Regions from separate parts of the Danio rerio genome. Here region 2 is linked to region 1. Evidence: chromatin contacts called from public Hi-C data. All regions are on one chromosome and are shown on one strand. The core of a region is the stretch at or near the end of the contact, and the rest is flanking DNA. Distances in the headings are between cores, read along the strand shown.

What was found. Hi-C and Micro-C count contacts between places; a contact is called where the count stands out from the background.
Region 2: a Hi-C map of embryo shows a contact between it and region 1, with 2.0 times the contacts expected there. The contact joins two enhancer-like sites. A contact is called at or near these places in 3 of 18 Hi-C or Micro-C datasets (caudal fin, embryo and an unstated tissue).

What each region holds. Positions count from the first base shown.
Region 1 is chr22:21,507,088-21,513,202 of GRCz12tu, reverse strand. It overlaps tle2a (TLE family member 2, transcriptional corepressor a), which reads right to left. Exons shown (of 20, transcript NM_001130604.2): 7 at 4,706-4,919; 8 at 2,921-2,982; 9 at 2,532-2,627; 10 at 2,400-2,444; 11 at 2,151-2,312; 12 at 419-545. Among named protein-coding and RNA genes, the nearest start is that of tle2a, 40 kb to the right of the region's middle. Within about 2 kb of position 2,307, at least 4 of the 62 cell types and tissues checked have an H3K27ac peak or open chromatin away from gene starts, as enhancers often do.
Region 2 is chr22:21,577,625-21,583,739 of GRCz12tu, reverse strand. All of the region lies in intron 10 of tle2b (TLE family member 2, transcriptional corepressor b), which reads left to right. Among named protein-coding and RNA genes, the nearest start is that of tle2b, 59 kb to the left of the region's middle. Within about 2 kb of position 3,084, at least 10 of the 62 cell types and tissues checked have an H3K27ac peak or open chromatin away from gene starts, as enhancers often do.

The DNA of each region.
Region 1 (6,115 bases), core at 1,058-3,557:
AAATTTATATTAATTTAGATTTATATTGATTTAGATTTATATTAAAGAACCAAGTCTTTCTAAAGAATTCAGATATTAAAAACATGCTCATAACAGAAGAGGCGTAATCAAGTCATTGTATGCATGAATTGCACTTTGGAATAAATGAATAGATACTGTCAGAAAGAGATGAGTGTCATGTCATTGACCCATTAATATCATTCCCAAGAATGCTAAAACAATTACACAGCCTCCAAGGACACGGGCTCAGAACCATGATACATTTAAAATAAAACAAGACATCCTGTCTGAAAGAGGAAGACCACTACTGCCCTCTGCTGGCTGACTAGCTGTCAACCCTGAATAAAGACTTTCAAACCAGGTTGAACTAAACCCTCTCTACGTTCACTCAAAGACTATCAGCTTAACAAGATCTTACCAAGAGGGTCAACCCCTGGTTTCCCAGGAACAGGACGAAACTGTGGAGGAACGCTGGGGCCTGGAGTGGACGACTCCTGGGACATGGGCGTTCCAGGCTTCATCCCTGGAGTGCTGGACTTCTCTCTCTGCAAGGTTAGGGAACGCATTTGCACACATTAATTATTCAAGAAACATACATAGCCAATGGGGCTCAAAAAAAAAAGAGCAGAGGTAGTGAAATTCAAGTGAGAACTGTCAGTCTTTGCAGTTTTAGAAAACTGACAGCAAAAGCAAGACAAGGAACAAGCTTTGATATAGAAGAGAGTTTGTTTTTTGCTGGAGAAAGACACTTTGGTAAATGAAAGACATTGCAAGAATCTACAGTTTGGGGGAGGGAAAACTTGTTTGATGTTATAGACCATCCAGGATTTTGAAATTTCACAAAGAATTGTAGGCGAACTCAAGCTAATTTTTGTAAAATTGCTGCATATCTTTGCCATTTAGGACTGTTCAAATTCCTGGCGTGCCAGTTTTACAATTCTAACAATTTTATTCGAGGAACAAGCTTTGATATAAAAGAGAGTTTGCTTTTTGCTGGAGGAAGACACTCCGGCAAATGAAGGGCATTGCAGGACTCTAGAGTTTGTAAAAGGGTTGTTTGAAATTACAGACCATCCAGGATTTCGAAAATTCCACAAAGAATTTAAGGCAAACTCAAGCAAATTTTTGTAAAATTGCTGCAGATTTTCCAGCATATTTTGGGCATTCAGGACGCTTTTCACAAGGTGTGTTTCGCAACATGCATTCAAAACCTGTTTGAACTAAACTGCTAATCTACTCTATATATATATATATATATATATATATATATATATATATATATATATATATATATATAGTATAAACTCATCTGTTGTAGCCTTATCTTCAACACACACACACAATTTATTCCATCAACGCATTCAAATAATCGATAAACTAAATTAGTATTTATTTTCAAACAATTGGTTTCATTCATTAATTTATTTTCATCCACTTTTCCGCCTCCGGGTCGTAAAGGCAGCAGAGAACCCCAGACTTCTCTCTCCCCAGACACTTCCGGGGCGATCCTGTGGCGTTCCCAGGCCAGCCAAGAGTCATAGAGACTCCTCCCAGTTGGAAATGCCTGGAACACCTCCCTAGGTTGGCGTCCAGAAGGCATCTGAAACAGATTTAAAACGCCACCTCATCTGACTCCTCTCCATGTGGAGAAGCAGCGGCTCTACTCCGAGCTCCTCCAGTGTGGCAGAGCTCCTATAAAGGTGCGCCCTCCCACCTTGCAAAGAAAACTCTTTTCCTCCACTTGTATCCGAGATCTGCAGGGGAGCCGTAAGGAGCCGGTGCATAGTGGAAATGGTGGTGATCGAAGGTTACGACCACAACAACCCAATCGTCGGGCACAGAAACTGGCTCATTTGGTTTCATTGTCAAATATTTGTTAGATTAAGAATAGTTTCTCTGATTCTTTTATAGAAATCTCAGTGATCAATGATTCTCGATGTAAAAAATGATAAAGAAGACATGCACATTTGTGTATTTTCAAAAGCAAAAAAGAAATAGTGCAAAATTTGCAGCAAATTTAGCAATAACTCCACCTAGTCGAAAACATTCGATATTTTTGTGAAATCCTGGAGGGACTAATATTATACAAATGCACTGCTCATTTAGAAAAAGAACACATTTGCAAGCATTTCTGAGTAATATATATGTACCGGTGGAGGCTCCTTGCTGCGTGAAGGGGAAGCAGCACTGCTGGAGGAAGCCAGCGAGGTCGGACTGGCCTGGGGCAGAGGCTCCTTACGGGAAGGGGGAAGTTTATCTAATCCGTTCTCTCTTGAGGAGTACGACTGCACGCTTCTTGGCGAAGAAGGGTCCTGAGGGAACACAAAGCACATGATGGATTAATCAGGGAAAGACACGAGTAACCTTGTTTTGGAGTTCTCTCTTTAACACAAACCAACCTCATCAACAACCAAATTGTCATCACTCTTTTCCGCGTCGCTGCCCTGAAAGAGAAAATGCTTCAAAGTTGTGTGTGTTCTTAAATCATGATTCATAAAAGGATGCAAATTTAACACGGGAAGAACGCTTACATAGTCGGTCATAAACTCCTTCTCATCTGCTTTTCTCTTTTTTCCATTGCTGAGGTAGTCTGAAGACCTCCCTTTGTCTCCGTTTGAGAGTGAACTCTGGGAAAAGAGGAGTAAGATGAGAAAATGAGAGTGGAAAGGAAGAATGCTGGAGTGAGAGACAGAGGATGTGCGTGTATGTATGTGTGTGTGTGTGTGTGTGTGTCAGCGAGAAGAAAGAGATAATGATGTAGGAAACGAGGGATAAATCAAATCAGCTCCATAACTGCTGGACCCACAGGCAATAGAGAAGCCTAATGCATGACAGTCTGCACTGAGGAGAACTCAACTAGAAAGAATCAGAGTGAGAGACAGAGAGAGAGGGATAAAAGACAGATACTACAGATACTCACTGGTCCAGGTTCACGGTCTATGGGGATCATGGGAAGAGCAGGTAAACGTCCCCGCGGCCAGTCAAAACAAAGCAAAAAACAAACAATGTGATTATGACAGTCAGACAAAACTGACACTACAACAGACAAAACAACGCTTTGAATTAGCCCACTGCTAATCATACCAAGCACAATCCTTCACTTCCCACCCTGTCATGTCCTATTGTTGAAGTGGACCCTTTTCACAAGACAGTGATGTCGTCTCAGCTACTTAGATTTGTTTTAAAATGTATGTATTATGAATTTATACTTTGTATTACATCATCTTGCTACAAAAAAATAGTTAATGCTTATGCATGGCCTTTCTAATGCAGCATCTATGGACAGGACAGTAAAGTTGGCATAGTTTCTCTGCTCTGGCTGCCTTTATCAGTCTCACACTTTTTTTAAATAACACTATCATGGAGTTTTTCTTTTGTTATTGAAGCTAATTGTAATGCAAAAAATGTATTTGTGATACTGTCCCATTCACAGCTCTCTAAGGTTACCCAACTATGGAGAGTTCCGTCATGGAGGAAACCAGAAATGTGAAAAGGGTCTAAACAAGAACTTTAAAGATTAACTGGTTGGCATTTAGGAGTAGAGTTTACATAACAGCATATGTTGCCTTGTTGATGTTACGCGAGTACTGACAGTATGGTATGTAAGGGCAAAAATTTTATGTTGGCAGATTTTGCTCACATTTAGGTCATGCAGTTTTGTCGTGGTGACTAATAAAAAGCTGCTGAGTTTAAGGCCCAATCCCAATTAAATTTGTGTACCCCTACCCCTTCCCCTTGGCCCGTGAAACAGAGTGTGAAGAGTAAGGGCTTCGAAATGTAAGAAAAGGGTTCTAAATGTAAGAAATAGTACAGCACTACAGCACCTGCACACGTCATCATATGTCATCACGATCTCTTTCTACATATGAGATAGACAATCACGACTGTTGTAGTTATTAAAGTTGCGTTTTTTGGGTATTTATCTTCAGAAAATCCCTGAAGGCAACAATACAAATCTATCATAACAATATAATGTGGCAATAAGATTGTAGCTGTACTGTGTATTTACAATGTGGATATATTCATCAATGTAAACTCATGAAAACAACATTAAAATTATAGCAGCTGTGAAAAGCTCATTCCCAGCCAATATACTTTTCTGACAGGGTATTCGAGTGACAGAATGTTTTGGAACTGCTATACAGGAGTTATTATTATGGTTTATGGACAGCGAAATTTTGCGGTTTTTATTTTAGCGTTTTTTTTTTTTTTTTTTTTTGCATTATGGTAAAACACGAACTGCGTTATGAATGTAGGGGTAAGGGGAAGGTCTAAGGAATAGAATTGGGATTGGGCCTAAAAGTGACTTTAGAGTGAACTCTGCAGCAAGTATTGCTAAACTTTCCACAGAAATTCACAAGAAATTTCACTGAAATGAGACTGAAACTTTTGCAACAAGCCTTCCAAAGTTAACACTACAGCTTTGGCTAGCATACATGTATAAAATCAATTCAGCTGTGTCCATTCTTGCTCCCGAAGGGCCATGGTCGCAACAAATTTCCAGGTAAGTGTGTTAAAGCTAAATTTTGCAGGACGTTTGCCCACCAGGTGCAGGACTGGACACTTGTGCATTAATTGGACAACAACTGTTCTTGGCATTGTGTGCTCACTCTGAAAATTTGATTCCATAATGCAATCCCAGCAATCATCTATTATAACTGCACTATGTTAAGGTAAATTGTCAGTACGATTTTATTTGTTATACCTCTGTGGTGCTCTGCTGCGGCCGCCGCTGCCACGGCCTCCAAATGGGCTCGCTCGTCTTTAGAGGCCAACTGGGCCCCGAGAGCTCCAGAAAGGGCCAGCAGCCCGGAGCCGCCCCCCAAAGCCAATCCTGGGTGAGGCAAACCGGAGGGGTGAGGGGCCATGGGTAACCCCTGGGCAGCATGCTGAGAAAGGTGCTGGGCCTGCAGCTGTTGCTAGAGGGAGCAAGAGGAAGAGGACGATGGAGGAATGACGAAAGGGAGGTGGGGTCAGAGAGAGGGGGGGAAAAAAGATGAAGGGAGTGTGGGAGATAAAAGAGAGCGACACAGAGGCCGAGATGGAAGTGGAGTGAAGAAACAGATAGCCAGAGGAAATGAAGAGAGCATGAGGAGGAGGAGAGAGAGATGAGAGGAAAGGGAGAGAGAGAAAAACACACAACACAGTTAAGTCTTGGAAGTGCACCACAGCCAAAGAGGCTGTTACAAAGGGAATGCATTCATGACCCATTCCCAGTGTCCCGGGAGCGGGGAAGCTCCTCGCACTGGTGTCGACCTGCTCTAACGGATGGGTTGGGGAGCAGCACTGCTACAGCGTTCACTAATGAGCATGGCAAAATAAAGGGAAATTAAAATCACTTGAGCTGAAGCGGGTGATGGCCGAGTGAAAAATAAAAATGTAAAGCAAATAAAAATACAGAAAGTTTTTTTCCAAACTAAATGAAGCGCAAAAAAGTCAATTTACGCACCTTCATATTTTTCCAAACCGCTACTCTGCTAACACTTTCCATACTACATCAGTCCAAACCCACTTAAAACTTACTAGCTCCGAGGTGCTCGACCCTGTTCCTGGAGATCTACTGTCCTGCAGATTTCAGTTGCAACCCATATCAAACACACTTGCCTGTAGTTATCAAGTGCTGTTCAGGTCCTAATTAATTGGTTCATGTGTGTTTGAGCTGAACTCTGCAGGAAGGTAGATCTTCAGGAACAGGGTTAAGCACCCCTGTACTAGCCCATAGTCATTAGGTTTATGTAAGATTTGAAAATTCCAACAAAAGATTTTGAAACACAAGTATCATATGGCTTACGAAAGCTTCACAAATTGAGTACTAGTCATACAAAGGCCTTTTTCTGTTCTTTTTATACATATCTGGAGACATGAGGGGGATTTACACCAGGTTGTTATAAAAACTTGCCACAGGGCAGGCCCCCCTGGAACTGATTCTTTTCCCCTAGGGCCATTTTCCTGGTTTCATTCACACTGTCACAAGAAACTCTGCAGTGATGTAAGCCCACAGACATCTGTAAGGGAAGTACCAAGTAATTGGGCTGTGTTTTTGCTTTAAGTCATAATTTTCCTTCCTGCCTGTCTATGACTTTACAGTACTGTGCATGTATTTCAAATGGCATGT
Region 2 (6,115 bases), core at 1,835-4,334, 70 kb before region 1:
CATAAATAATTTCATTCTACTTCCCTTTTTTCTCCTCAGACAATAAAGTGACATTATATGAAAGCCACGAACGTCTTTAGTGGCAGTCCTGTTGGCGGCTGTTCTTGAATCCGAGACTGAATTACGAGTTACCTGGCAAGTTTCCTGACAGACGGGGGGAAAATTGCGAGTGCGTTATCAGCCACACAAAACCTGAGCTGTGATTCATAGACTGCCAATTCATATCAGTGCAATTATAGATGAAACAAATTGCAGAATGCCATTTCATCAAATTGAATCTCAAATTGAATAAAACCTTGAATAATTAGTCAGTAAGTGTGAGGAGTATGAGGAATACGGGAAATGTCTGAAACGAAACAGCAAACAAACATTATGTACAGCAACACTACACTAGAATCTATTTTCTGTAATATGTATATACTATAATGTCTCAATTATTTCTCCTACAATCAAAGGCGAATTAATAAATATAGACTTTCTCGTTTCTTAATTTTTTTTGTTGGACAATACTTGTATTAAAATTTGCAAATATATCGAAGTCAAATTTGACATAAAATTTGTCAAACATCAAAAAGATCTTAACTCTGTATTGATCGTTGTTTTTACACCTCTGTTTTCCTACAGCTCTTCAACAGTTGTCTTACAAAGAATTTAACTGATACCTACCAAAAATTAAAACAGGAAAGGTTTCGAGGAAAATAAAAAAGCAACCTCAATTGTTCCTCTGTGTGGCTTTGACCAACATATTTTTATGGATGAATTAAACAGAAGTCTCAACCCAAACTTACTACATTTAAATTAAGCAATCTGCACATACATTAGGTCTTAGAAAAGTATTTACATTTTTTTTGTTTTGTTTTGGTTCAACTCTTCAACTTTTGGAGCTTCAAACACATAAAAGTGAAACTGAAAACAAATTAAAATGTTATTTTGAAAATATTACAAAAAAAATTGTACATTGAGACAGAACTGAGAGAGAACTGAATGTGGATTGTGCACCGTAGCTTTAAAAGGTTTTTGCAATTATTTTGGGTGGCTCTAACGGTCATTACCCTAGTTATGCATTATGTTGACATTGAAGTAAGGTTTTTCAAAAAAAGTTTTTTTTTTTTTTTTTTTTTTTTGCTAATGGCACTAATTGAACATGGATTGCAAAGAGAATTGTATGTATTTATTGCATGCAATTATTTGAACATGCGTAAATTTCAAGGTAAATTTCACATACATAGCAAACACATAGAGCAGGGTTTGTCTGCGGACTGCAAGACATTGGCATAGCATATAGGGGCATAACTTGTAGTAGAGACGTTACTTAAAGTTTTGGAGAACCATATGTCAAAACTATGTTGTTGCACTGTATCCATTATTTATTAACATCTACACCTACTCCACATCTAAAACCTACCATCAAAATTATCGATGTCTATACCTACCACAACCCTAAATCCAACCATCACAGTTATTAACGTCTCCTGCCCCAACCCTAAACCCAACCATCACAGATATTAACGTCTATACCTACTCCAACCCTAAACCCAACCATCATAGTTATTAACATCTACACCAACCCCAAACCTAAACCCAACCATCACAGTTATTAAAGTCTACACATGCCTCAACCCTAAACCCAACCATCACAGATATTAACGTCTATACCTACTACAACTCTGAAGCCAACCATCATAGTTATTAACGTTTACATCTACCACAACCCTAAACCCAACCATCATAGTTATTAACATCTACACCAACCCCAAACCTAAACCCAACCATCACAGTTATTAAAGTCTACACGTGCCCCAATCCTAAACCCAACCATCATAGTTATTAACGTCTAAACCTTCCCCAAACTTAAACCCAACCAACATAGTTATTAATATACAGCTGCAAGTTGCGGAGGCTTTCATAGTTGACGCTCTCACCATTGTACTGTTATTTGCAACCACAGGGGGCGACACAGAGTAGGCTAACTTTGCTGGTCAATCTATGCTTTTTAGAACACTATCGGATTGGTTTAAGAAAGGATGATGGGGGGATCGGAAGAGCAGGCACGAATGGCACTCTCAAGAGAAATTTGAGATCTCATTAAGCGTACACAGCGGCCTCTGGTGGATTTGCAAAATCTGCAAAAAAAAAAAAAAGTTCCTGGGACGTACTTGGTGCTCTGCAGAAATGTATGGGTACGTTATCAAAATGAGCCTTAGGTTGAAATGTTCTCGCATAGGTATTTCTGTCATCTTGCCAACAACATCTCGTTGTGACATCTCGTATGGTTCAACGGGTTCTCGATAACTGCAAGTTATGCCTCTAACTTATTACAAGTTATCCCCCAGTCTTGCAGTCCGCACTTGGAGTGATAGCATATTCTGCGTCTTTCCTGCCGTGTACCGATAATTCTCCTCTATTCTCACTTTTGCACTGACTTTAGCACAGGTAAATTACACATTTTTGAGTGAACCCAGCATTAGTAATTTCCACTGATCCATTTGAAAAGGGGCCATTTAAACAACAATATTCATATAAAACTTTTCAAAAAAGCAATGAAAGTTTAGTTTATAGTTGTTGTGTAAACATGCTAAATTTGACATTTAATTCAGTGTGTTACTTTAAATTTAGTTCATGAAATTTACTAGCTATGTCTGAAAAATCCTTTCTACAACATATTCATTTTAGCGCAGATATGGTTTCGATTTAGTATATTAAAATCGAATCGGTCGACTTCCTGTGTTCATTTACATATTAAAAGCCTTATTCATTTTCTCCCCCTTCCGAACTGTGCTGTATCTTTCTGCGAATGCACATCTATTTACCGTTTCCTTTTTTTGGAGCTCTTTTGACAGCACTGAGAGTGGCTATTTTTAAATCGGTCATTTCAAATTGTGGCTGTTTGATGTAAATGGGGTCATGGCAGATGCGACAGCCCAATGGAAATTATAACGCGCTGGCGTTGCCAGTCTAGTGAAACTATACCAGAATGAGCCAATCGATGTGTCTGAGCTTAGAGGATCACAGCTGTATCCAGTACAGAGCACTGGACAGTCACACGCACTCGCCGAACACAGATTTCAGAAAGAGCCGAGTGTCCAGCGTCACAGCGGGATATGTGTACAAGCGACGGATGGCAAACAGCTGCCGGGTTGAACCAAGGGACACCCATTACATTTTGCCCCTCGTTAGACCGATGAGGACTAATACACACACACACATGCACCCACACACACATACCGCGGCTGCAGCAGGCGGAGAGGCTTTGTTGAACCTCCGCCGCATTGAGCCCTGCTACATCCGCCACATGCCGTGCGCAATCTGCTCCAGACAACATATACACACATGGACACACTCTGGGATTACACACAGACACATCTATACATACACATACTCATATACACACAGATTGGTGGTATAGAATGAGAGTGCGCTAACATGAGAGAGCTTATATAACAATGAGCTCCTGCCGAGGGAATGCAAGAACATTAAGCCATTATGAGCCAAAAGCTCATCACAATCCCGCTGATATCAAGAATAACAACACAACCACAAAAACACAACAGCACTCAAACACCCACTTCCAGATTTGAGCTTAAATACTCAAGCATGCTGCATAAACTACTTGCCTTGCCTCTGCATTTTCAGTGTTTTACCAAAAACAAAACAAAAATTTATGTCAAGTTTGTGTACAATGGACTCACCACTGGGGTGGCAAGGTGGCTCAGTGGTTAGCACTGTCGCCTCACACCATGAAGGTCGCTGATTCAAGTCCTAGCTGGGTCAGTTGGCATTTCTGTGTGGAGTTTGCATGTTCTTCCCGGTGTTGGTGTGTGTTTCCTCCGGGTGCTCCGCTTTACCCCACAGTCCAAAGACATGCATTGTGTGTGTGTGAATATGAGTGTATGCCTGTTTCCCAGTACTGGGTTGCTGCTGGAATGTCATCCGCTGTGTAAAACATATGCTGGAATAGTTGGCGGTTCATTCTGCTGTGATGACACCTGATGAATAAGGGACTAAAGGCCGATATATACTTGTGCGTCAAACGCACGAGTATGCTTCAGTGCAGCCTCCGCGCGGTCGCATAGCCCTCACAATGGCTGACGCATATGCAGTGGGTCACGCCGATCACTCGGCGCAGATGTATAAACCAGGCTTCAGCCGAAGGAGAATGAATAAATGTTTATTCAACACATTTAAGTTTCTTTCACAAGCAAATGTTTTATGCCATTCTTTAAATGAGCTAAAAGAATTATTAAAAATATTTTAACTTCAGTGTTGCCTTACAGCAAGAAGGTCGTTGGTTCGAGCCTCAGCTGGGTCAGTTAGCGTTTCTGTGTGGAGTTTGCATGTTCTCCCTGCGTTTGCGTTGGATTCCTTCAGGTCCTCCGGTTTCCCCCACAGTCCAAAGACATGTGGTACAGGTGAATTGGGTAGACTAAATTGTCCGTAGTGTACGAGTGTAAATCAGTGTGTAGCATTGCCCTCACAGTTGCAAACCGAATACTTTACATTATCGACAAGCAAAAGCAAAACGCAAAGAGGAGTTTCCCGGTGTCATAGCACAAATTAATTCTTCAGCTAATCAAGGGCCCCTTTTTTCCACGGGCCCTGGGGCTTCAGCCTCACCTAGCCATTATGTTAATCCGGCCCTGCTTGCAGTGACAAATTTTCCTAAATTTGATGGAATATTGCTAATATATAGGATCTTACAATAGTATAGATCCAACAAAAACCCAGTGACCTAATAAAAACAGTGACTTGTTGGTTCATGTGGGAGGTCCATCAACTGGCCCCAAACTCACTCACTCTGGCCTTTTGCCTTTTAGATAATCTCGTATCTTTATTTTGTAGCTGAAATATTCTTTAAAAAGTAGATTTTAAAATCTTACTAAGAGTTATTTACACAGCACCATTTTCAACTAAACCCATTTATGTATTTTGCACATTATTGTCACACAATCACAACAGTATTTTGAGGGCCTGAAAACGCTAAATCTACAGTCTTGGCCTGCCTAGTAACTCATTTTCCATTGTTTTTGCAGATCAGTGCAGATGAGGGTCATTTTGACAACATTGTCATCTGTATGCAAACCTTTCAAAAACTCTAAGCAAAAGCTTTTCATTTTCATTACATCTTTGTTGTGTAAACATGCCTTAAGTCTCAACAGCTTTGAAGAGAAAATGAGCTGCAGGTGTCCCGCCTTAAGTTTTTCATTCAGCATTTCCTTTAGGGAGACCATAAACACAACATGCCGACTACCTAAACTATTTCAGCTTAATTAAACCTCTCTATTGCTGGGATGTGTGTACACTGAGGCAATATATTGCTAAACTCAATCAGTGTCATATTTAATGCACAAATCTAAAATTGTTCTCCCACGTAAAAAATGCTACACTACCTGACAAAAGTCTTTTTGTCGATCCCAGTTGTAAGAGCAACAAATATTAACTTTGTTCAGATGAATCATCTGTTGAACTGCATCCCAATCATCACAAATACTGCTGAAGACCTATTGGAACCCGCATAGACCCAAGATTCTGACAGAAATCAGTCAAATTAGGTGAAGGAAAAATCATGGTTTGGGGTTACATTCAGTATGGGGGTGTGCAAGAGATCTGTTAAGGTCAACAGCCTGAGGAATCAAGACATTTGTGCTGCCCATTACATTACAAACCACAGGAGAGGGCAAAGTTTCCAGCAGGATAGCACTCCTTCTCATACTTCAGCCTCCACATCTAAGTTCCTGAAAGCAAACAAGGTCAATGAGCTCCAGGACTGGCCAGCCCAGTCATCAGACATGAACATTATTGAGCATGTCTGGAGTAAGATGGAGGAGGCATTGAAGATGAATCTAAAGAATCTTGATGAACTCTGGGAGTCCTGCAAGAACACTTTCTTTGCCGTTTTAGATTACTTTATTTATAAGTTATTTGAGTCATTGCAGAGATCCACTTAAAGACAAATTATTATTAGTTATTCCTAAAACTTGGATAGGCGACAAGACTTTTGTCAGGTATAGTAAATAGTACAGTGTTTTTGAACTAAACTATAGTGAAGTACTTGAATTAACATGTTGTGGTAATTATGTATTTGCTATGGTAACACAACAACTAACAGTAATATAAA